2 separate regions of the Aedes aegypti genome follow, and region 1 is linked to region 2. The links are chromatin contacts, called in public Hi-C maps. All regions are on one chromosome and are shown on one strand. Each heading gives the region's core, a stretch centred on a gene start, on an enhancer-like site or on the middle of the called end of the contact. The rest is flanking DNA. Distances are from core to core; before and after follow the strand shown.

The links. Hi-C and Micro-C count contacts between places; a contact is called where the count stands out from the background.
Region 1: a contact with region 2 is called in a Hi-C map of whole pupa, with 1.8 times the contacts expected there. The contact joins the enhancer-like site here to the promoter of LOC5578081 in region 2. A contact is called at or near these places in 2 of 2 Hi-C or Micro-C datasets (whole body and whole pupa).

Annotation. Positions count from the first base shown.
Region 1 is chr3:348,421,894-348,426,787 of AaegL5.0, forward strand. It overlaps LOC5578084, which reads right to left. Exons shown (of 7, transcript XM_021854359.1): 2 at 3,782-4,371; 3 at 3,534-3,712; 4 at 3,215-3,459. Among protein-coding and RNA genes, the nearest start is that of LOC5578084, 12 kb to the right of the region's middle. Within about 2 kb of position 3,273, at least 2 of the 3 cell types and tissues checked have open chromatin away from gene starts, as enhancers often do.
Region 2 is chr3:348,387,330-348,392,487 of AaegL5.0, forward strand. It overlaps LOC5578081 (copper-transporting ATPase 1), which reads right to left and starts at 2,163. Exons shown (of 6, transcript XM_021853644.1): 1 at 1,688-2,163; 2 at 1,540-1,624. The coding sequence starts at 1,733. LOC5578082 (NADH dehydrogenase [ubiquinone] 1 beta subcomplex subunit 1) reads left to right here and starts at 3,441. Exons shown (of 2, transcript XM_001656726.2): 1 at 3,441-3,585; 2 at 3,727-4,024. The coding sequence starts at 3,795. The coding sequence ends at 3,962.

The DNA.
Region 1 (4,894 bases), core at 2,023-4,522, 36 kb after region 2:
CGATACATTTTATTCATTTGATAAATTGGCGTAAAACAAAATGGCCACCAAAGATATTTTATATGAAGAATGTCGATCCCCCAAGGAACATTGACATATCTTCAAAATCAGATCACCAATGATCAATATCGTCACGGATTCATAAACACTAGAAGAGTTTTTTGAGAACTTATGAAAAAATGGTGCAAAAATATCGAGAAACAAAAAAGTCATTCCGATTTGAACATTTTTTTGGCAGGGAGTTACCGTTAGAGGGGTTAACTAGTAGCATGTCGATTGTGTGCTAGCTTAGCGGCACATCAATTTCATTCGTATTTTTGTCGCTTCATTTCTTATTTTATTCGTATGTTTCTCTATAAATTTCTTCTTGGATTCTGCCGGGACTTACTTTAAGAGTTATCGGGTTTTCAAACTGTTCCAACTGGCAATTCTTATTTTCTAAGTTATTATGAGGAATGCTTAAAAATTCTAATGGGTGTATCAGTAATTTTATTATGCTCTGCTCCAGGTTATTTTTAAAGAACACTCCTGGAAATAATCAAATTTCAAGGAACACTCCGAGATTATGAATTCCACGGTTATATTGCCATTGAAATTCAAGTTAAGCCAACATGTAAACATCATCTTGATTCTTGTGAGATTTCTTGTTGCTTGATTCAATCGTAGATTTTATGCGGTAATCCCTCAAGAATTTTCTGAAGGCACTTTCATGGAACTCTAAAAAAACTCCTGGACGTTTTTGCACAGATTTGCCTTAGAATTTATCCATGAATTAAACCAGAAATTCCCTTGAGGACCGATATTTACCTCTATGAATCACTGCAGATATTTATGTGAATTTTCTTTTGGGTAATCCCTATGGAAAAATCCTATTGGAATTGCAGTTACATTCACTGGTACAACCCTTGAAGAGGTCTAGGTATTTATGGAGAACCGCCGTTGTATTTTTTAGTGCAATTCCTCTGGACATTAGGAAATCGTGAAAAATATTGTGAGAGATTCCTTGAATGTAATTTTGGAGGAAATATTTTGACCAAAGAGGAAGCGATTTTTAATTAAATCTTACTTCCAAAAATGGCTAAAAAAATATTCTTCGCTGGATTTTTTCAGAGATTTTACGATGATTCATTTAGGGATTTCTGTAAGACTTCGCACAATTCATTGTGACATTGCAATATTCCCAAATGATATCTTGAGATACCGGTAGAATTTACTCCAGATACTCTTTTTGTTCATAGAGCCCTTATAGATGTAGCGGTAAACGCGCCGGTCGAGCATCTTATCTCACGATATACACGTGCAAAAAAAGGTTGGAAAAGAAAGCTCTCAGTTAATAACTGAGAATCATAAGAATACTGAGCTAAGAAGTAGGCTCTGTCTCAGTTGGGACATAACGCCAGAAAAAAAGAAGAATAAGTAGTACAATCGACGCGATATCGCAGAGACCATCGAGATAGGGACAGATTAGGAAACCGCTCTGTTGCCAGAAAAATGAGGAAAATAATGTAGCTATAATCAGACGTCATTTCGTATTCTACCTTTGACAATAGGCATACTTACAGACGAAGAAAAAATCAACAAGAACAATTCGAAAAATGAAGATATCGAGATAAGGAGGATATCGATATATGTAAAGCAAATTTATATGCAGAATGATGGGACCAGTGTTGTAAGCAAGCACGGTAGTCGACACGTTTTCGCTGACATTTGGTAACGTTTGCAACACGAGCGATTATGTCAGAATGTCAGAAAGAAAAATATCAATTGAATGCTTCTGATCACGACAGCTTCGCTAGGAAACGTTACGATTTTTATTGTTTCTGACATTTTTCGTAATAGGTGCGGCTTTCACGGTATGTGTATCACAGTCGACATAACAAGCAAGTTCAAACTATGGTCCAATGCACGCGTTCTCTCGTTGTCGTTTGAGCGAAGTCGTGTTATTTACGTGACCATGGAAACAAGTGAATTCGGCACCGCTCAAACGTCAAATTAGTTAACTCGTGCATAGGTCCATTCAGGTTACTTATTATCCGATATGTCTGAATTTTATGCAAAACTTATGATTTATGCGAATGTCATCGTGTCAGACAACATTCAATTGACAGTTTTTTTTTATGTTTCTCGGTGTAAGAGGTGACGGTAGCGGATGAATGTAGAAAAATAAAAAGACTGCTGACCATGGCAACTAAACGAACGTCGCGCAAAGTGTTGAATGTTTACGTTCTCGCTGAAATGTTTATAGATATGTCACTCGCTATGGACCAATGCACGAGTTCACTATTATGACGTTTGAGCGGTACCAAATTCACTCGTTGCCATTTCTCTGATTAGAAAATCCAATTTCTGCAAAAACTTGAAGTCATTTCATTTTAATATATCAATGTTCAATATTATCAAGCCATGCTTATCACCATTGAGTGATAAAAATTAAAGAAAAAACAACACAAACGGGTTATCAACTGAACTAACCCGTCAACTAATTTTGATAGCGGCAATTATCATCATAAATGGATGCATTGTACATTAAACACTCTCTTCTCATTTGATATCACATAAATAACACGGCACCGCTCAAACGTCAAATAGTGAACTCGTGCATTGGTCCATTGGTGGCAAATTGATCAAATTTTCAGCTGTAAGCACTTTTTGATCCCCTGTATTTGTTTTTTTTTTTCTTAAATTCAATGTTTTGATTCGTTTTGTTGTTCTCCATAGTGATACTGAAGATTTTTTTTTACTAAACTTTCGTTTAAATTTTTTTTTACGTATTCCACAAAAAACATACAAATATTTCTTCATGAACTTCAACTGTTACTACTACAAGCATAAATCACGAAATGCTTCTAGGAACATTCCTAGCAGAATTCTTCTATCTTCCGTAATATTTTGAAGAAATTATTTTAGAAGTTTTAAGAGTAGCAGATAACACTCCTCTGTTTGAAAAGTAAATGTGATTCAATCGACACAGTGTGAATATTTGGAACAAAATTTTCGACTCTGTAGTGATTTGATATGAATTGATAAAGTTCCACTCACATTGTACCCACAGGAACGGAAGAGCTTTATGAATAAATAAAATTGGTCAAACTCAAATTCGTTGGACCTTCAGCTGTTAGGGTAATCATAAGCAACCAAATTAAGAGAACCAAGAACAAAACAGAAAGTGCGTCACAACGATAGAAACAAATCAAACAAACTGATTCTGACTCACCATCTCGCAAATCCCCCGCTTCGATTTCCGACACTTCATTAGCCAAACAATCCAGTCCTTCGTTCTCCGAGCGTGCCTTCGTTCCACCGTAGGATGACTCATTAGTGTTCTTAGCACGCCATCCGTATCGGCTAAAGTTGTTGAGATTAGCACTGGGGTCGCTCAACCTTCGTTGATGTCGATAGTTGTAGTACTCATCGCAGTCTTCTTCCCACTCCGAGTCCCACATGTCCGTGGCGCAGAATCTTGAATATGATGAACACGTTAGTTTATCTATGCTTGTTTACTTCCATTGCTAAAAATAGAGCTGAACACATACCCAGGTTCACTGGTTGGAGTTTCGACTCCAGATCCTTTCGGTTTAGTCACAGCCATTTCGGCGTGTCCTTTCCCTTGGGGACCTTTCATCCTCACAAATTCGCACCGAGTTTGAGGACCGCCAGAACTGAACAAACCAAACGACATGCGCTGTGCCACCTTAGAACCAAGACTAGATTGCTAGAATTTCAAAAAAAAAAAAAAATTAAATAAATTATGTTCATACAACGTGATCACCAGCAAACTCACCCTGGCATCGTAGACCTTTTTCAGTGCATCGTAACGAATCGAGCCCAAAAATATCACACCTTGAACGCTACCATCCCTGTCAGTAGCAACCAGCTCCACACAGACCATTTCGCCATCCCGTACGAGAATATCGTGGAAAACTTCGTCAAAGTTGTCCACCATGAAGCAAATGTGCGGATAGGTAATCTCCTCGCTTTCGCCTTTGGTGTCCATCTTCCTCCGACTTGGCGAAGCGTACACCTTCTGCGAGTGTCGTCGCAGCACCTGAAGCTCTTTTGGCGAAGTCCTCGTACAAATGGCCAACGTCAGCGTGTAATCGAACTGATGGATCACCAGATTCAGGTAAACCGTCTCCTCCCAGTCCACATCCGGATCGCCGATCGGCAGTTTGCGAGAATCCTTTCGAAAGACTTCGATTTCCGTTTCATACTTTGGCATCACCCGGGAGGATCCCTTGACGTGTTTCTTGCGCACGAAGAACAGCAAATCATCGCAATCGATGCTGTGTTGTTTTTCCGTTTGGAAGAGAAAGTGCCGCACGAAGAGATCCGTCCAATAGGTGGTACCCTGTAGGACAACGAAGCCACCGTCTGCAATATCAAATGAGAAGAGAGGGTGTTTAATGTACAATGCCGCTATCAAAGTAGTTGACGGGTTAGTTCAGTTGATAACCCGTTTGTGATGTTTTTTCTTTCATTTTTATCGCTCAATGGTAGGTACTAAGCATGGCTTGATAATATTGAACATTGAAATATTAAAATCAAATGACATCAAGTTTTTGCAGAAATTGGATTTTCTAATCAGAGAAATGGAGAGTGAAGTCTTCCTTAGCCTAATTAAAAAGCCATGTTGAATGTATCTGGGTTCGATTCCAGGTCGGTCCAGAAGCTATTCGTATCGGAAATTTCCTTGATTTCCCTGGGCTTAGAGTAGGGTAGATATATTAGTCTTCACCCTGATTTGGTTTTCGCCCCCTTCATACAAATTTAAACTTTTTAGTATGAAAGGGCGAAGATTGGGGGGCGAAGACTAGATTTTTACCCTATCATTCTGCCTGCCACTCGCTATACGAATGCGGAAATTGCAAATTTGGGTAAGCAAGTTATGAGTTAA
Region 2 (5,158 bases), core at 913-3,412:
ATACTGTGTTGTTGATCGCTAGAGCCGATTTTTTTTCCATCTTTGAATTTCAAACTTGATAAAAAAGTTCAATCCCTTAACACCCCATGTTACGGTACTGAAATACCGGTGGAAAACTGGAATTGGTGGGAAAATCTCTAAGTCCAGGAATAGCATTTTGGATTTTTTAGAGTAATGACTGTGGAAATTCGTGGTTAAACATTTCGAATCAGATTTCGCTCCAAGGAGAAGGCAAATAGCGATTTAGAGACTATTTTGGTTAAATAAAGAGACTTTAGAGACCTTCCATTAAAAATAGAGACTTTTTAGAGACATGCTTTAAAATAGGGACCAAGTCTAAAAATAGACTTGCTGTCAGCCCTGCAGGAAAAAGTACTTCCTCAAGGAAAGTGAGATGTAAATGTTATCCTGCCTTTTACCAGAAAGAAAAGGGTAAAACTTACACAGCCTTTTTAGGTGGATATTAATTCTAGGGAGAATTTAAACAACTTGGAGTTACTTTGAATAAGAAATTGAATTGGAACTACACAAAGATAAACAAGTTCAAAGCTAAGGGCCCCAAAACTTTATGGGTCTGCCATACAGCTGCAAAAATGCCTTGCAGTTTATCCGTTATAATAAAATACTAGATGGTGATCTGATTGTTTACATGAAGATCATCAAGGAACTCCATTTGAATATGAAAACAATATAAAATAAGATGACCACGAAGTCTCTAAAAAGAGACATGCTACTAGTCCTGCTAATTGGATATCTCTCAGCTGACTGAAAAGGTTCTTCGGTCTTTAATAATAATAATGTTTTTCTAGCTCATGAATGTTAGCTCTTCCGCGATGACCGTAAGGACATGGTATTATTGACATTTGAATTTTATGCTCTCGATTTGGGCAGTTAAAGGATAATTAGCTAATCCTAAGCCCTAGTCAATGGATCATTGTTCAACTTCGATTATTCTGGTCAATCATGGAGTAACAACTACAAATTGTACCGTCATCTGTGGGAATTTTGAAACTCATGTTAATTGAAGTTTAGAGATAAAATAATCTCGAGACATACTGGAATTCCTACGGATTTGCATACTGGTTAAACAAAACTAATTTAAAGACGCGGAAACAGTGAACTTCAGATTGCCAAGCCTAAGTGCAATTATCAGCGCGTAAATTCCTACCATGTGCAGAAACAGCTGCTTGACGCAGTTTTTTCTCTACTCATTCGCACCGTGATAGAAAATAGCAATGACCGCTGATAGTCTACTTCTTCTATGCATATAGATAGGCGTTCGGGTTGGTGTGTCGTCTTATAGCAGAAACGACGCCCTAATTGAAGTACAATAGCGCAATCAACTGATAATGATCTCGTGACAACCACCGAAATCGGCGGCGCGGACTTATTCCCCACTAGATTACTGGAGGTTCGAATAAGGTGACATATTTTCGAATGGTTATCGTAGGCGATATCGCCGAGATGTGATTGATAGTTGTGCGAGGGTGTTGAAAGATTAATCTTTGCCATTACAGGTAATGAATGATGAGTACTTACATAGACTTGTACAGTTTACCAGCTGGACTAGGAGTCTCCATAAGGTTAGCATTGACTGTTTGCAGGGCGGGTTTATCGTCGGACCCTGAAATATGTGACCATTAGTTAAACAGTCCAATACCACCCCCAGAAAAACCCTCCAACTTACCTGCCGGCAGCGTCGACTCTTGATTCAATTTCGTTTCCTCCTCCATTGCGAACGCCAAGAACTGAACTCCTCTTTGTTCGAATCAATTAAAACAATCAAGCTTTGTGTCCAAGAAACGGACTGACTCTATTCCACCATTACACAACCTTATCTGCGCTTCGATTCGAATGAGTTTACGCCCGCACATTTGCTGCACACATATGGAATCGAATTCTTCATTGTTCAACTTAGCATGTACCAGCTAAAGATCATTTCGCACAATCAGAATTCGATATAGTTCAATGCCGTCCGGAACAGGAAATTTACACGTTCATCAAAACCTGAAGAATGTTGTAAACACGCCCCACACGTAGCCAGTCGAATTCGGAACGAACGATGGACAAAAACGCGACCCGACAGCGGTGACCGATTGTTCTTGAATGAAGAAGCGAAGTCCTGTTGGTTCACGGGACTGTGTGTGACGTTTGGTGATTGATTTTGTTTTGGTTGCTTGCTGTTACGGTTCTGTGCGTAATGATTTTCATTCATGACACCAATGATGACAATGATGGGTCATGATGATAGAGCTGTGCCGTACGCATGGTGTGTTGATCAATGAACATTAGACATGCTCGGAATTTTGGAAGCTTCATGGACTAAAGCTTCTGTTCCGCTCAAGAAAAAACTCATCTTTCCTCTGGTCGACACTATTATGCATCCGGTAGAAATCAAGACCAACACTTATTTAAAATTATTGTTTTCTCGGGCCCCGATCGTCGCAACTAATATGTGAATAGTGCGGTGTGTTCATAAAAATCGTAAGAATGCAGCGCCACACTAGAAAAACTGATTTCTAAATTTGGCGAGTTGAGGCGCGTCACGAGTCTCACTGGCGCGATCCGGTTTGATGGTTTGGTGCATGCCGTGGTGCGACAATATCGGTAAAAATTTTTTCGCAAGAAATAGTCGAGAAAATAATATTCTATATACAGCAAGCCCTATTCGAAATGACATTTCTTTTCAGCTGCGTACTGCCATCGAATAAAAGTGCTTTTCTTGACTTTCTATTGAATTCTATTCGTTCGAATCCATGGCCCTTGATTTTGCTGGCGTAAATGGAAATGCAAAACGGTTTACGATCGAAAGCGCATTCGAACGTAAACAAAAAATAGGAGTGAAAATGCACTGCCGTATTATTGTAGTAGGGCAGTGCATTTGCCCACACAGAGGTAATCACGAATATTGGGAGACAAAAATAACCGTAGAGGTAAACGCACAACCATATTTAGCATGCGGTCATGCTGATAGTCATCAGCTTGCTTTTCTCCAGCACTAAACTTTCGAAAAGGTCATTTTGAACAGAATGATGGTCCACATGTCCACCATAACGAAAATTCAATTCTGAAGGCTATTCTACTATGGTCTTGCTCTTCTAGACATAGAAAAAGCATTCGACGGTGTTTGGAATGAAGGCTTGATTGCAGAATTTAAAAAAAAAACTTTATTTAGAAAAATCTACGCATATCTGAAAATTTCAATTTATATTTATTTATTTTATATATGTCGCAGTGAAAATTCGACGGTGTTTGGAATGAAGGCTTGATTGCAGAATTTAAAAAAAACTTTATTTAGAAAAATCTACGCTCATCTGAAAATTTCAATTTATTTATTTATATACTTATATATGTCGCAGTGATAATCATATCGATATATATATTGTAGATTTGGATTCAAACTCCAACGAGAAGAAGCATTTGAACCGGTCTAAGCTATAGTCTTTTTGTGTTGTTATGTAAGTGGGAGAAAGAAAGAAGGCAAAGAAGACACTCTCCGCCAGCAGATTGTCAAATCCGTGTGCTGCTGCCAGAACAAAAGTGTAATCATTTTCAATCCGCTGATTTTTGCGTAACTTTGCCCAGGTATATTTTCTGTATTCAACGAATCTCACAATTTTAGGCTTCATGTCGATTTTATCGTTCTGGCGCCGTTATCGGGTGGTTATCATCTTTCCGACATTGGCCATCTCCTCCATCTACGCTGATTACTCGTACACCCGCAAGTGGAAGCAGCAGAAGCAGATCCCCCAGGCGCAAGTTCCCCAGGTGTAGTTTCTCCCGAAGGCAAGAAGATGTTTGGACTGACCCGACAGTACTTGCTGGCGGCCATCCCACTGGCCGGCTACGGTTTCGGATGGTTTTTGGATAACAAGGAAACCGAACGTATGACGATGTTCCGCGACAAGAGCGCACTTTACGGAAGGGTTCTGAAGGAAGGAGAGAAGCCCTCGTGGCCCTGATCGACGTCTGGTTGTAGGTTGTTGATGTTTAGTGGGAAATAAATGTTTCAAGAATAATTGAATCGAGTGTTTTATTTGAAACTAGCTTACTCTACGTAGCTAGCCATGTTCCACCAGAATTTGGAATTAAAAAACTTTTATAGATTGATAATATGGCATGTTATCGCCAGGGATACTTTAGGGACTAAGTCAATCCTATTCTTGTTTACGGAGTATCCATGTTTTAATCAAATCCTATTTGTTTGGAACCATCAAATGGGATTCTACCAACGAAAACGGAAATTCGCATTCGAACGTTAACAAGAATAGGGCAAATCGTCATGATCAGAAACAACTTAAAATATACTCGGTAGAATCGCTTGTGCTGTTAAAGAAAAAATCTCTAGTAAAAAAATACTTGAATGAATCTTTGTTATTTTTTGAGGAATCTTAGCACGACATTCTTTAGAGAAATCCCTGAAAAAACCACCCGATTTTTTTGCGTTTGAAGAGTTTTTGGAAGAACAGTTGAGCGAAACCCACTAAAAATGTTTGATTTATTTAAAATTTTCTTAGGTAAACATTTTTGAGGAAATTTTAGAGCATTATTTTTGAGGGAGTTTTGAAGAAAAGCGGCATTATCAATGCTACGAATTTTTCAAGCAATCCTGGTACAATTTCTGAGTGATTTTCTGAAAGATTGGTTGAATGAATCTGGAGAAAAACTTCAGGAAGAACCTTAAAGGCAATGTTGGAAAAACTGTTGGTGAATTTTCTGAAGAATTTGTGGAAATAATCCTTGGTTGGTGATCTTGAGAACAATGTTGGTGAGAATCCTAGCACTTCTTGTATTTTTTAAGAGATCCTCAATAATTGCAGAAAATCCTAAATCAATTAATAAGGAAAATCTGGATGATGTTTCAAACTAACATTTGGAGTTTGTACGTTATAAATAGGTTTTCCAGGAAAAATGTTTAAAATAATTTCTAAAGTATTCTCTGGTGGAATCCTTCAAGAGATTTTTTTCAATCAAATTGTATTGAATTGTATGATAGAGATTCTTCGAGAATATATTTGGCAAGATCAGAAAGCAAAGCTTCAGGAAAAAATAGTTGAGTAATAACTACTAATCCCGGGAATGATGTTCCGTGGGACTAAGGCTCATTGAAAACTGGTTAAGGAGTTCTTGGAGAGAGCTCTGAAAAAGTACGGAAATA